3 separate regions of the Zea mays genome follow, and regions 1 and 2 are each linked to region 3. Evidence: chromatin contacts called from public Hi-C data. All regions are on one chromosome and are shown on one strand. The core of a region is the stretch at or near the end of the contact, and the rest is flanking DNA. Distances in the headings are between cores, read along the strand shown. Region 1 has its middle 71 kb from the start of LOC103638234. Region 2 holds the start of LOC100274222 (DNA repair protein RAD23). Region 3 holds the start of LOC542435 (asparagine synthetase homolog 1).

Evidence for each region. Hi-C and Micro-C count contacts between places; a contact is called where the count stands out from the background.
Region 1: a Hi-C map of leaf shows a contact between it and region 3, with 8 times the contacts expected there. The contact joins the enhancer-like site here to the promoter of LOC542435 in region 3. A contact is called at or near these places in 2 of 25 Hi-C or Micro-C datasets (ear and leaf).
Region 2: a contact with region 3 is called in a Hi-C map of ear, with 2.7 times the contacts expected there. The contact joins the promoter of LOC100274222 here to the promoter of LOC542435 in region 3. A contact is called at or near these places in 2 of 25 Hi-C or Micro-C datasets (ear and tassel).

Annotation. Positions count from the first base shown.
Region 1 is chr9:34,995,906-35,000,458 of Zm-B73-REFERENCE-NAM-5.0, reverse strand. No RefSeq gene overlaps it. Among protein-coding and RNA genes, the nearest start is that of LOC103638234, 71 kb to the right of the region's middle. Within about 2 kb of position 2,153, at least 14 of the 20 cell types and tissues checked have an H3K27ac peak or open chromatin away from gene starts, as enhancers often do. A contact at or near this core is called in ear and leaf, where this site is marked.
Region 2 is chr9:34,225,654-34,230,082 of Zm-B73-REFERENCE-NAM-5.0, reverse strand. It overlaps LOC100274222 (DNA repair protein RAD23), which reads right to left and starts at 1,744. Exons shown (of 12, transcript NM_001148593.1): 1 at 1,249-1,744; 2 at 647-808. The coding sequence starts at 1,314.
Region 3 is chr9:34,631,634-34,636,063 of Zm-B73-REFERENCE-NAM-5.0, reverse strand. It overlaps LOC542435 (asparagine synthetase homolog 1), which reads left to right and starts at 1,332. Exons shown (of 14, transcript NM_001291791.1): 1 at 1,332-1,508; 2 at 2,932-3,070; 3 at 3,429-3,524; 4 at 3,670-3,811. The coding sequence starts at 1,429.

The DNA.
Region 1 (4,553 bases), core at 904-3,403, 360 kb before region 3:
TCCACCATACAAAGACCAAATAAGAGAAAGTTTGTGAGCTCAAGTTTCTAAAATAAGTCACATGGACTCAAACTTATAAAAAAATATATCAAAATATGGAGTGGTTGCTAAAGTCAGGCATCAATAAAAATTGGTTGCACTCCATATAAATTATGCTACTTCGTAGCAATTACTAAAGTTTAAAAGCAACAAATAACCTTTCATTTTACTGTTAGTGTGACAAACCTTTTTTGCTCCATTTAATTCAGCAACCTTAAATATCATGTAGTCCATTACGCCAATGTGGTCTCAGAAACGACCTAATGCTTGCAAGAGCCAAGAACGTCGTGCTTTATTTGGGCTATAGCCTCGGCCCGTAGTACTGGCCCAGCCCGACACAATTATATTTTTTATTTTAATAAACGTGTATACATATATACAATTTATATTCATTATTAAAAACATTTGAGCATGATGTTCTACTGGTTAGACAGCTTCATCCAGTGTCTCCCGCCCTTCTTCCATCAGGGTATGGGTTCAAACCCCACCTCCTGCACCATTTTTTAACATTTTACGTTGCTTTAATCAAATGGACCGCCAAGCTAACGGGTCGGTCCGGCATAGTCAGCAGGCCGGCATGACATGCATGGGCCAGAGCTGTGGCCTGCGGGCGTCTGGCCCATGCCGGACCGCCATTTGGCCATCTATATGTCGAGGTGTGTTTTATGACGTTAACGGGACAGGCGTACATCGGATTAATTTGAAATAGCTATGAGGGGTTAATTGTAAAAAGATGACGTGGGACGACCGTTGAAACTGGTGCTTTAAATATAGTAGAGATAAATAAAATCATATGCTTCGGTTTGATGAAAACATATAACATCGAAAAACAAGTTGCACGCGCGCAATTAACTTGTATACTATAAACTAAAAAAGTTTATGTAAATATACGATATATGTGTTTTGCATCTGGGTAAAAAACTAGCGAGATAGTATTTTAAATCTGTAGAATTTGGGTATTGTTATATTTTTTTGATATTAACCTATGTTATACTACCTCCGTCCCACAAAGTGTGTCGTTTGACTTTTTCTGTACGAAGTTTGACCGACTCGTCTTATTCAAAGAAATTCATAATTATCATTTATTTTCATTCTGGTTTAGTTTATCATCTAATTTACTTTAACTATGAATTGAATTTTTCTACATTTTCATAAGTATTTTGAATAAGACGAGCTAGTGAAACTTAATATTAAAAAGTCAAATGACATTCTTTGTATATTTGTCATATCGTTCTTCATGAATATTCAGTTGCTTCTTTTTTTCCGCTCAGGTAAAAATGAGAACTATCAAGTTGACACGCTGCTACCTATCTTAAAGCTCTGAAACGCTAAATCTGTACTGCTACTCATCGCAAAAATTGTAACATCCCAATGAAAACCATTGGATAATTAATGAACGAGTGAACTAAGATAGATTCCACCAATAAGGATTAGTTTTGCAACTCTATTTTTCTAAGAGATTTATATTTTTCGAAGGAAAATTAGTTCATTTCCTCTTAGAAAAATGAGAATCCTTTGGAACAATGGAGTTGCCAAACTATCTCTAAAGACAGAGATTGCTGTTTTCAGCCAATGCAATATACTGCTAGTTCATATCTTTACAGGATGAATAGCAATAACCCAGCTAACACCAATGACAAATTCATAGACGCACAAAATATATTCATTTAATAATCCATCGAGATCAGCACATCTTTAGTTAACAGAGATATAGCCTAGCAGTCAGCATATCATTCAATAAACATCACTACCAGCAATCAAGCATCAAGCAAGCAGTAAGAGCCATGCAAACAATCATACATATTTCAAATTTGCAGTAAAAAACATCTCGCCACTGCGCAAACCATATTAATCTTGCACAATCTACTCTTTAATCGTGAAGATTTATATACAAAAAGTGCTGTCGAAAACAAAAAAAAATCTCTCATGAAATATCTAAAACATTGATTAATTTCTTATTTAGGTCTAATCTATATCCTAAAACCTCACTGATTCTCGTCATAGAAAATAAAAAACCTGCTCTCTATTTATAAGAACCAGCAGTCTAATCTGGTCCGTAGCCAAATTCTCGTTGGACTACTGCAGCATCTCCCGCCTGTGTCCGCCTGGACTTCCTGCCGTGGGCCGCTTCAACGCTCGGCCTTGAGCCGCACGGTGGCCTCATGCCTCCGCAGGCCTTCGCTGTAGGCAGATCGCACTCTTTCGCCTGCTCACCTGGGCAAGAGCCGCATGCACACATGCACCAGCTCCCCCTGTAGAATCCACAAAACAGCACTATTTTGAGAAAAACGTTTAGTAAATAATATCTGTTTTCAAGCAATTCGTAGAACAGCACTGGTTTCACTAAATTAATTCAGAAAACAACATTTCATCTGTATTTTGCATTTTTTTTGCTTACACCACATATAGGTAGACCAAATTACCCCTATTCATTTCATAGCCTATTTTTATCTCTTCTATCCATAAGAAAAAAACATAAATAGATAAAACATACAAACTATATTTTATAGTGTTAAACATACATTTAGGCACATATTTTTTACGAAGGAAGAAGTTTAGATTTAACCGTTGAACTTTAAAACTAGATATCTTCAATATCGAGCTATTAAAATTTAGACATAATTGATTCATTGGAAGATCTTCTAATGTACTTCATATGTTCCTTTTTATTTAAAGTGGTTGTTTTTTCAAAAACTTCAATCATTTGTCTTATTAAGAAAATAATATGTTCTATAAATCCTACCCACTCCATCACATAATATAGTTTTGAAGTTCAATTGTTAAATCTAAACTTCCTCATTTACAGAACATTTGTGTTTATTTGTATGTTTAACACTATTCTTAATAATATAAAAATATTGCTCATATATTTGTATGCATTTATGTTGTTCTTATGGACTAAATAGATGAACAAATAAGGCTGGGAAATGATAGGGGCAATTTAATCCATTTTCTTGTGAGCTGAGAAATAAAAGAATGAAACAATATAGATGGAGGGTTGTTTTCTGAATTCATTTGATGAAACTGATGTTGTTCTTTCAATTGCTTGAAACCGAGTGCTATTTGCTGAACATTGTCTTAAAGTAGTGATGTTTTGTGGACAAGCTAATGCATGCATGACTCTCATACCAAAATCAATTCTCCTGGGCTCTTCATGAGCATGTACAACGCACATAAATGCCTCGTATCTTAAGGGGTATCAAGGAGTTAAGTGCAAAAAAACATAAGAGACGGTATCTTGGTGAAGGAACGTGTCTAGCACGGTACTCTAAGTCTAGATACGATTCTACCCATACAGGCCACAAAAATGAGTTGTATATTGAGGGGTTCTAGTGAATAAGATACAAGGCATAGATATATTGGGTTGTATAAAAGAATTTCTTAGGCGTATCTAGTACTTAGAGAACCGAAACATAGTATCTAGGTTGTACATGCCCTAAGCATACATATACAAATGCACACGAGCCAACATGACACCATCTTCACACTACAATCGCTCACATTTTTAGACACCCATGTAGTAACGCTACCATACGTCACACCGCATCTCTAATACAATGTCCATCTTCATTTGCACCATTCTTAAGCTCAAATGTCCTGCATGATATCCTAGCCAATAGAACCTCAGACCCTTCTTGAATTTACTCCTAAAACCTCTTTTCCTCCTGAACCTAGTTTCAGCCCATCACCGACCACATTCTATCTCAAGCAACACGTGCTCTTGAACAACGCACAAAATTGTGTACGAGCACAAGTCCACAATTTGACTCAAGGTTAATCCATGCAACAGTATTTTATCGAGCGTGTTACAATAATATCAAAACACATGTTACCAGACATACACAATTTAACGTTAATCAAAAAAAAAATATTTGTATACATGCACAATTTAACTCTAATCATCTATCTACCTACCCAATATTATTGGTTGTTTGTCCTAGATAAGTCGCTCGAATGTATATATTCTATAACAGAAGTAAGCCAAAAAGGTGAGCCCTTGCGCCTATTGAGGCATCTTGCACTTAAGTTTTGAAATACCATTAGATTCTTAGGTCATGTTTGTTTCCTCCCAGGATTATATAATCCAACTTATGGATTATATAATCACCTATTGACTTGTCTATGGTTATCATAATCTAGGTATCTAGATTATATAATTCATCTAATAATTCATGTTGTTTATTTGTCTCTTAACACAATTTAGTTTGGGACAATCTTGATATCACGATCTCTAACTAGAATCTAGTGTCAATGGGGAGGAAGGAATCCTTAATGGACAGGTTGAAAATGAGGAATATGCAATTAGACAGTTTACAATCACATTACGTCACTAGAGATCTAATCTGAATAACAAGTTTGTGAAGAATGGGTTGGACATAATGAAAGATGTATATCAAAATTACACTACCTTAGTGGTAGTATCAGACGTCAAAAGTTTTCTTATCTAAGAGTAAAATAAATTCTGAACCTGCAAATAAGTAGGGATGAAAACGGTTTCGGAATTTTCGGTATTC
Region 2 (4,429 bases), core at 495-2,994, 410 kb after region 3:
GCATTCAATATCTTATGTTGTCATTATCACCTTGAAAGCAATCAATTCATCGACCAAGCAAGTAAAGGTTGAGTTTTATTTAAAATGCACTAAGCAGTTGACAATGTAGCCATTGTATTTCACAAAAGAGCAGTAAAAATGGAGAGTAAATACGAAGAAACTGGAAAAGAAAAGAGATGAAATAATTCAAATCCAAATCTGTGTTATGTTGAATCTGAGACTTCCATTCTGGAAGACTAATCACTTGGTCATACAGAGTTGAGGAAATCAAATAACAATTTGCAAGATATTCAAAGAAATAATTTACAATTTACATGGAAATCATCAAAGAAATCAGTCACAATGCCAATTCTCAGGCAAATGACTGCACCATCCAGAGCACTAGCAGAAGTAACAAGACAACTATCTACTGTAGATAACTTATGAGCATCATAATTCATAAGGCAAACTACTAATATTTTACTAGCAATCCATACATGTAACAATAACAGCTGAAGTAAAGTAAGATATGAAAGTGAAATTAATGCAACCAACCCAAAACACTCAAAATATGGCACGACTTGCAGGCAAACCAATCACAGTTTCCAGTTAAGAACCAGATTATTGAACACATCACTGATGGGATAAGACAGAGAGCACCAAATACCTTGGACAACATTATAACAAGGAAGCTGTTCTCAGCAACTCCGTTGCTTTCCAAAGTGGTTTCATCCTTGAGAATTTTCCCTTGGTATATGAGCATTTGCTGGTCCGCCCGGTAGGTACTCTGACCTTGAGTGGTCTCAATGATCCTCTTCACATCAGCAACCTGAAAATTACAAGCAGTGAGTAGGCTGCACGACTAGAGACGTTGCCGAGCAACATAAATAGAACACCACGACATGCTGAATCATCCGTCTGTACAGCAACCGCGCCGCATTACTGTGATAATTACGACGAACACACGCAACCACAAACCCCAAACTCCAACCAACGACAAACCCTAGACTATGTCCCGTGTGAGAAACTGAAGTTCAAAATGCAGAAAACCAGAGAGCAACGGGCTCCCACCATCCGCCGGCTGGACGCCCCCAAAATAAAAACCCTAGATTCATATCAAAGCCCCCTGCGCTACCAGCGGCCGGCAGCGCAATCGCTGCACCAGATAACCGCGAAATCGTACCGAGCCGCACCCGAATCCAGGGAAACGGTCAAAAATTGCACGGAATCGATCGGATTGAAGTGAGAAGGACGGGAAGGGGGCCGTACCGATGCATCGGGGCTCGCCTCGATCTCGAAGTTGGTGCCCTTGAGGGTCTTGACGTTAAGCTTCATCTCGCCCGACGCCGCCTCGGTCCTTGAACTCTCCCTCCTCACGCTGCCTGACTGAGGTTCGAGTTGGGGACTGGCGAGGGTTTCGTCGCCTCGCCTTGGGGGTTCGACCTCGCGAGGGCGCACGGGGAAGAGTAATTATAGGCGAAAAAAAATCCGGAGGCTACAAAAGAGAAATCAGCGCCTGGCGGCTGGCTCTCAGGGTCGACCTAGATATTCTCGCTGTCCCGTGGGACCGTGCCTGATTGATCCTGGCGTCAGTGAAAGGGGCGGGTGATTGGATCGGAAGGCGTGGAGAGTGGTGGCGAGGTTGTGGGTGGATCTAGCTGCACTGTCACGCACACGCGGGTGTTTTGAGGCGGTTGCGCTGTGCGCTGGCCGCTGGCTGAGGGGATAGATGTAAACGGAAGTGTGCCCGGTTGGGAAAAAAAAGTTGCCCACACCAATACACGGTTAGGCTGGCTCGACCGACTTTGAGCTGTTTTGTTAAGCTAATATTAGCCAGATGAGCGTACATTGCTACGGTTTCTATATATATATGTCGATGTTTCGACCCCGGGGTTCCTGTACGAAACACGAAGGGAGGCAAAAAGGGGAGACAGGCAAAAGGGGAAACTCGCGGCCTTCGTGTTGCCCTGCGCCTAGGTCGGGTATGCTTGCAGTAGGGGGTTACAAGCGTCCGCGTGGGAGAGAGCGAGAGACTTTACGCGTCGTCCCGTTCCCCCGCGCGGCCAACCTTCTTGTAAGAGAGCCCTGGACCTTCCTTTTATAGGCGTAAGGAGAGGGTCAAGATGTACAATGGGGGTGTAGCAGTGTGCTAACGTGTCTAGCAGAGAGGAGCTAGTGCCCTAAATACATGTCGTCGTGGCAGCCGGAGAGGTCTTGGCACCCTGTTCATGTGATGTCGTGGTCGTCGAAGGAGCGCTGGAGCCTTGCGGAAGGACAGTTGTCGGGGCTGTCGAGTCCTTGCTGACGTCTCCTTGCTTCCGTAAGGGGCTGAGAGCCGCCGTCGTCACGGAGCACGCGGGGCGCCATCATTATTTGTTTACCGGGGCGAGCCAGGTGGGACGTCGGTCTTGTTCCCCGTAGCCTGAGCTAGCTAGGGGTAGGGTAATGATGGCCCCCCTGTGACGTGGTCGGTCCGAGCCCTGGGCGAGGCGGAGGCTCCTCCGAGGTCGAGTCTGTCTTCCGAGGTCGAGGTCGAGTCCGAGCCCCGGGTCGGGCGAGGCGGAGACCATCGTCTGAGGCCGAGGCCGAGTCCGAGCCCTGGGGTCGGCGAGGCGGAGTTCGTCGTCTTCCGGGGCCGAGTCCGAGCCCTGGGGTCGGGCGAGGCGGAGTTCGTCGTCTTCCGGGGCCGAGGCCGAGTCCGAGCCCTGGGGTCGGGCGAGGCGGAGTTCGTCGTCTTTCGGGGCCGAGGCCGAGTCAGAGCCCTGGGGTCGGGCGAGGCGGAGCTTCCTATGGCGCCCGAGGTCGGACTTGGCTGCTGTCCGCCTCACTCTGTCGAGTGGCACAGCAGTCGGAGCGGCGCAGGCGGCGCTGTCTTCTTGTCAGGCCGGTCAGTGGAGCGGCGAAGTGACTGCGGTCACTTCGGCTCTGTCGACTGAAAGGTGCGCGTCAGGATAAGGTGTCAGGCCATCCTTGCATTAAATGCTCCTGCGATACGGTCGGTCGGTGTGGCGATCCGGCCAAGGTTGCTTCTCGGCGAAGACTGGGCCTCGGGCGAACCGAAGGTGTGTCCGTTGCTTGAGGGGGTCCTCGGGCGAGACGTGGATCCTCCGGGGTCGGTTGCCCTTGCCCGAGGCTGGGCTTGGGCGAGGCGAGATCGTGTCCCTTGAGTGGACCGAGCCTTGACTTAATCGCACCCATCAGGCCTTTGCAGCTTTGTGCTGATGGGGGTTACTAGCTGAGATTAGGAGTCTTGGGGTACCCCTAATTATGGTCCCCGACAGTAGCCCCCGAGCCTCGAAGGGAGTGTTAATACTCGCTTGGAGGCTTTTGTCACACTTTTTTGCAAGGGGACCGACCTTTCTCGGTTGCGTTTTCGTTCCGGTGGGCGCGCGCACCGGGTGTAGCCCCCCGAGGCCTCGGAGGAGTGGTTTGACTCCTTCGAGGTCTTAATGCGTTTCGTGATGCTTTGGCCGGTCTGGTTGTTCCCTCATGCGAACTGGCCGTAGCCCGGGTGCACAGTCGAGTCCCAAGTTCTCGGGCTGGTATGTTGACGCTGTCAACGGTTTGGCCGGAGCCGGGTTTGTGAGAGCAGCCCCCGAGCTTCCGCATAGAGCGAGAGGACGGTCAAGGACAGACTCTACTTTTTTACATACGCCCCTGCATCGCCTTTCCGCAAGGAGGAGGGGGGAAAGCGCCATGTTGCCCTCGGAGGGCGCCGGACGTGGTGTCTCCAGTGAGTTGCTAACGGGTAATCCGAGTGGACGCCCGTGTGTAACACCCTAAAACCCTATTTTTTTGGGATCTAGAAAAAAAAATCATCTCAGGAACTAAATAAAAATGTTATCTAAGAAAAGATGGGAGAAAAAAAAATCATCGTAAGACTAGAGGTACTTTTTGAATAAACTATATATAAAGTACTTGTAAAGAAAAAATATCCCACCAAGGTAATTCTTTATATTGGACCTTACTTTTCACAAAAGAAATATATAATGAATATTTTTGTTCTTCTAAATTAAACTTTTTAACTTTGATCACACATTCAAAATTATTTGTGCATTGCATTTGTGAACCAATACTTAGATAAATAAATTGGCAAATTTTATACTGGTGTTTTTGTTTGTGCATTAAAAACCTAAATTTAAAATCTCAAATTCGAACTCAATTTTGAAATTGGATATCAAATAAAAACAAAATAACAAGAAAAGAAAAAGAAAAGGAGAAAATCAGTTCTGGGCTCGCGCAAGCACATTTCGGCCCATCTCCACTTATCTCCTCTCTTGGCCCAACTCGTGCACTCAGTCACTTGCGCGCGCCTGGGTGTTTTCTCGCCGACTGGTGGGCCCCGCGGGCAGGGTAGGCTGCGGACACTAGGATCACGGGGCGTGCTGGCTGGTGGGCCCGTGACGGCGGTCTCCCAGCGCTCACGCTTGAAACCCTGGCAGTCGGGCCC
Region 3 (4,430 bases), core at 83-2,582:
TAATAAATACTCTGATGTTTTATGACATTTATCTCTATACACTCGGTTATTATATATGTTGTCTTCTTGGCGCATGTATGAGATGCACCCGGCTTTGTCCTTTAAAACCGGGTGTTACAGAAGCCCAAGCACGGCACGACGTTCTTGGCTCTTGCAAACATTAGATTGTTTCTGAGATCACATTGGCGCAATGGACTACACGGTGTTTGAGGTTGCTGAATTGGATGGAGCAACAATGATTTGTCACGCTAACAACAAAATAAAAAGTTATTTGTTGGTTTTAAATGTTAGTAATTGCTACGAAGTAGCATAATTTATATGGAGCGCATCCGGTTTTATTGATGCCTGACTTTAGCAATCACTCTATATTTTGATCTATCTTTTTTTATAAGTTTGACTTTATGAGACTTATTTTTAGAAACTTGAGCTCACAAATTTTGTCTTATTTGGTCTCTGTATGATGGAATTATGTCATTTTATAATCTCTGTTCATTCATCAGTCATTGTGAACTTGTGAACTCTTTCTAATCGCTCACTTCATTGGTCGTGTTGTACCAAGACATATTGCATGGAGTAAACAATAACATCAATTAGCCAAATCAAAAAAATATTATAAAGAGAGTGGAGACAATCAATAAAAAATCTTGAATTTTTTTAATGAATAGTTTACGTAGGTATTATTGTAAGCCGTCGCAACGCACGGGCAACCGACTAGTATAATTTAAAGGATGAGTTCATGCTTACGTCTAGACTAGTTGGATCGACAAGTCGCCTCACATGCTGACAACAAGTTAAACTAACTTTTTAAACTCACTAAAGAAGCGGGCTAGGCTAAACTAACCTCGACTCGTCACTTGATCGAAAGCGAGAGACGACTCGGACTCGTTCCCACCCTCGCGAGTCGCGACCAGCTCAAAATCAACTAGCGGCCGGACGGCAGCGGCGGCGCACTCCCGTTCGGGTCCGGCGGAATCCACCTCATCACGTGAACTTGGCAGAATCTCCGTGCGCGCGCGGTCCAAGATTCTGACCGCCCCGCTCCTAAACCCACGTTGTGTGTACCCCCCACCTTCACCCAATGGCGAGGGGCCCCCACATATATTAGAGCCCCACACATCAGTGGCTCTGGACAGCCCGTACAAGCAAAAGCACCAGCCGCCTAGTGGTGGGAGCGCCAATAGAGCCGCCAACTACACATTCGACGGCCGAGATGCCGTGATTACCTGCGAAGCCCTAATTAAATCACCATTCCCTGCCTAAAACTCCCATTTCGCCGTCCGTGACGCGAGAGACCTCTTCGCATCCCGAGGCGGCGCTTTTGGGGTCGGAAGCGACACGGGCGCCGGGCGGGTCCGCGGGTGGTGGTGCTACTGCTAGCAAGCAGCAGCAGGCGACGCTAGGCGAGAGCCCCAGTCGGAGCAGGCCACCATGTGCGGCATCCTCGCTGTCCTCGGCGTCGCTGAGGTCTCCCTCGCCAAGCGCTCCCGCATCATTGAGCTCTCGCGCAGGTATGGCGCGGCACCCCACCGTCCGTCTTGCCGTCCCATATCCATCTGTGCCTTTTATGTGGCTTAACGCGGCCCCGCCCCCGCCCTGCTATCGGGTGGGTTGTTGGCGTATTGCGGCCGTCTGAGGAGAGGGCGGAGGAAATTTGGTGTCGGGTTGGGATAGTACAACACCTTTGGGCAAACGGGATATCTCTAGTTTATCTAACCCTCTGTAGTCCGCTTGTCGTTTCAATTTATATTAACATCTGAAAAGGACCACCGATATGTGGCCAACTTTTGCAAAACATAGTATTTGTCTCCGAGAATTTGGGAATGAGCTATGATGATTGATGAATGGTAGATGTCTATTTTTTTTTCCGAGGGCCCATGTAGCGCGACATGGTGTGTCTATGTCGTGAGAGAAATTGGCAGGACCAGATTTTCAAAATGCAAACTGGTATCTGCCTATATAGATGGATTTTTGTGGGGTTACAGTTTAAGTGTTTGCTTCAAGTTTGAAATGAATACGTGTTTTTCATGAATAGTAATGACTGTATACATGTACATTTCATCTGCAGAATGGCTTTAAATGTAAATTATTTGAATTTGAGTAAAATGTAGCATGTATAGAACTATAGATACACTTGTATGGTGTTTGGTTTGAGAAATAAGTTAGTCCATCATCTTCTCACTCCTCACTTTTTTGTTTGGTTTGTGGAATGAAATGAGTTGATCCATCACCACCTCATTTCTCATAGTTAGTTAGTTAGTACTAATATGAGGAATGAGGTTTCCACCAAATTTGAGGAATGGACTTATGATGCACCACCTTGAATGAAGTGATTCCTCAAACCAAACACCCCTTGATGTTCAGCAACAATCTTCTAGGGTTTATCTGCTAGTGCTTGTGGTGGCAAGTGTGGAGGTTTTGGTTCACGGTTCCTCTTGTGGAGATTATGATTTCAAACACAAAACTTGCTCCTTCCAGTTGCAAATTAAAATATTGCAAAACTTGCATACATAAATTACAAATTTAGATTATATAACTGGGTCACCTAAAATTATCTTTGTCAATGATTTATATGACTCATTTAGCAAACCAGAAGAGGAGTAAAAGAGAAAAAAAAGTTGCCTAGAAGTGTCACAGTGGCCTATGATTAGAGAAAAACTGAGAAGCAGCAGTTTTTATAATTTATAGAAGCAATTAATGTTCAGTTGCGCACTATTGTGGAGTTACTGACTTAATCTTCTAGTAGAGTAAATAGGTGTTGATTGTAGACATCTTATTGAAATCTGAAATGAGAACTATATGTCTCTTGACTTCAATTAGTATAATTTCTTTGTGCTTTTTTTTGTGACAGACCGTTCTTAAGAATTACAGGGTGCTTGTTATAAATTTGTTATACACATGCACCCCACTGAAATGAAGTTCATATTTTGTTAGGTTACGGCACCGAGGGCCTGATTGGAGTGGTTTGCACTGTCATGAGGATTGTTACCTTGCACACCAGCGGTTGGCTATTATCGATCCTACATCTGGAGACCAGCCTTTGTACAATGAGGATAAAACAGTTGTTGTAACGGTCTGTATCTGGATTAGAAATAATTTTACTGTATCCACTCATTTTTTTATGCTAACTGTAGAGTTTGCAACAAATTTGTTTAATTGTTCTGCTTTTGGTAAATGTCATTTGTTTCAAAAGTCTGTAATGCCCATAAATAGCGATCTAAGAAATCAATCAAACAATCCCAATACCATGAATTAGAAACTTCCCAGACCCTGGGAGGATTAGCGAATGCCCTTAATGAGCTGAGTGTGACTTAATGTGCTATGATATGAACCCACCAGAAGTCTTGCTTTAACTAAATGAACTAGAGGAAATATGGTTCTATTTGTGTATAGTTATTTCACCATTTTTATCTTCTGGTTGTCATTTCCAGGTGAACGGAGAGATCTATAACCATGAAGAATTGAAAGCTAAGTTGAAAACTCATGAGTTCCAAACTGGCAGTGATTGTGAAGTTATAGCCCATCTTGTAAGTTGCATATTTATACCCTTTTAACAGTGACATAACTTTTGCCAACGATTTCATTATCTCCATCGAAGCATCAGCCTCTCTTATAAAGTTATTTAATGTTGGCATTGAGACCTTTTAATCTCTTTAATATTTCTTTACACAGTACGAAGAATATGGCGAAGAATTTGTGGATATGTTGGATGGAATGTTCTCCTTTGTTCTTCTTGATACACGTGATAAAAGCTTCATCGCAGCTCGTGATGCTATTGGCATCTGCCCTTTATACATGGGATGGGGTCTTGATGGTATGTAAACCAAAGCTGATTGCTTTGTCCCTCTGAAGAAAATCATGCATGAATTATGTTTTTGATTCATTTCACAAAACAGAACTTCTAGGATCAGTTTCATAAAACTTGCATCCATTTCAAAACTTGCAACGATTTGCATGGGCCCACTATTTGCGTTGTTTTTTGATTCACTTCACAAAACAGAACTTCTAGGATCAGTTTCATAAAACTTGCATCCATTTCAAAACTTGCAACGATTTGCATGGGCCCACTATTTGCGTTGCTGGAAGGTGGGTCCAATGAAGGTTTGTGGAACTGAGGGCACAAATAGTTGTACCATGAAACGGATCCTAGCAGGAACTGGCCAGTTACCGCGAAGAACCTCCTGGCATGTAGCATGTTCTCTAGGTCCTGGAATAGAGAAACCACACAAAAAACACTTAAATTTAAATTTGCATGCTGATCTCTTAATGAAACGAAATATAGAAACACCAGTAGCTGTCCATTTCTGCAGTACATTGAAAAAGGCAACAGACTGGGAAATATTCTTGATCTCAACAACTGGAATTCAGGTTGTCTGATGGGACAGTTTTAATTGCTGTTATGCATTAGTACTTGCAAGCTCTTAGGTAATGAT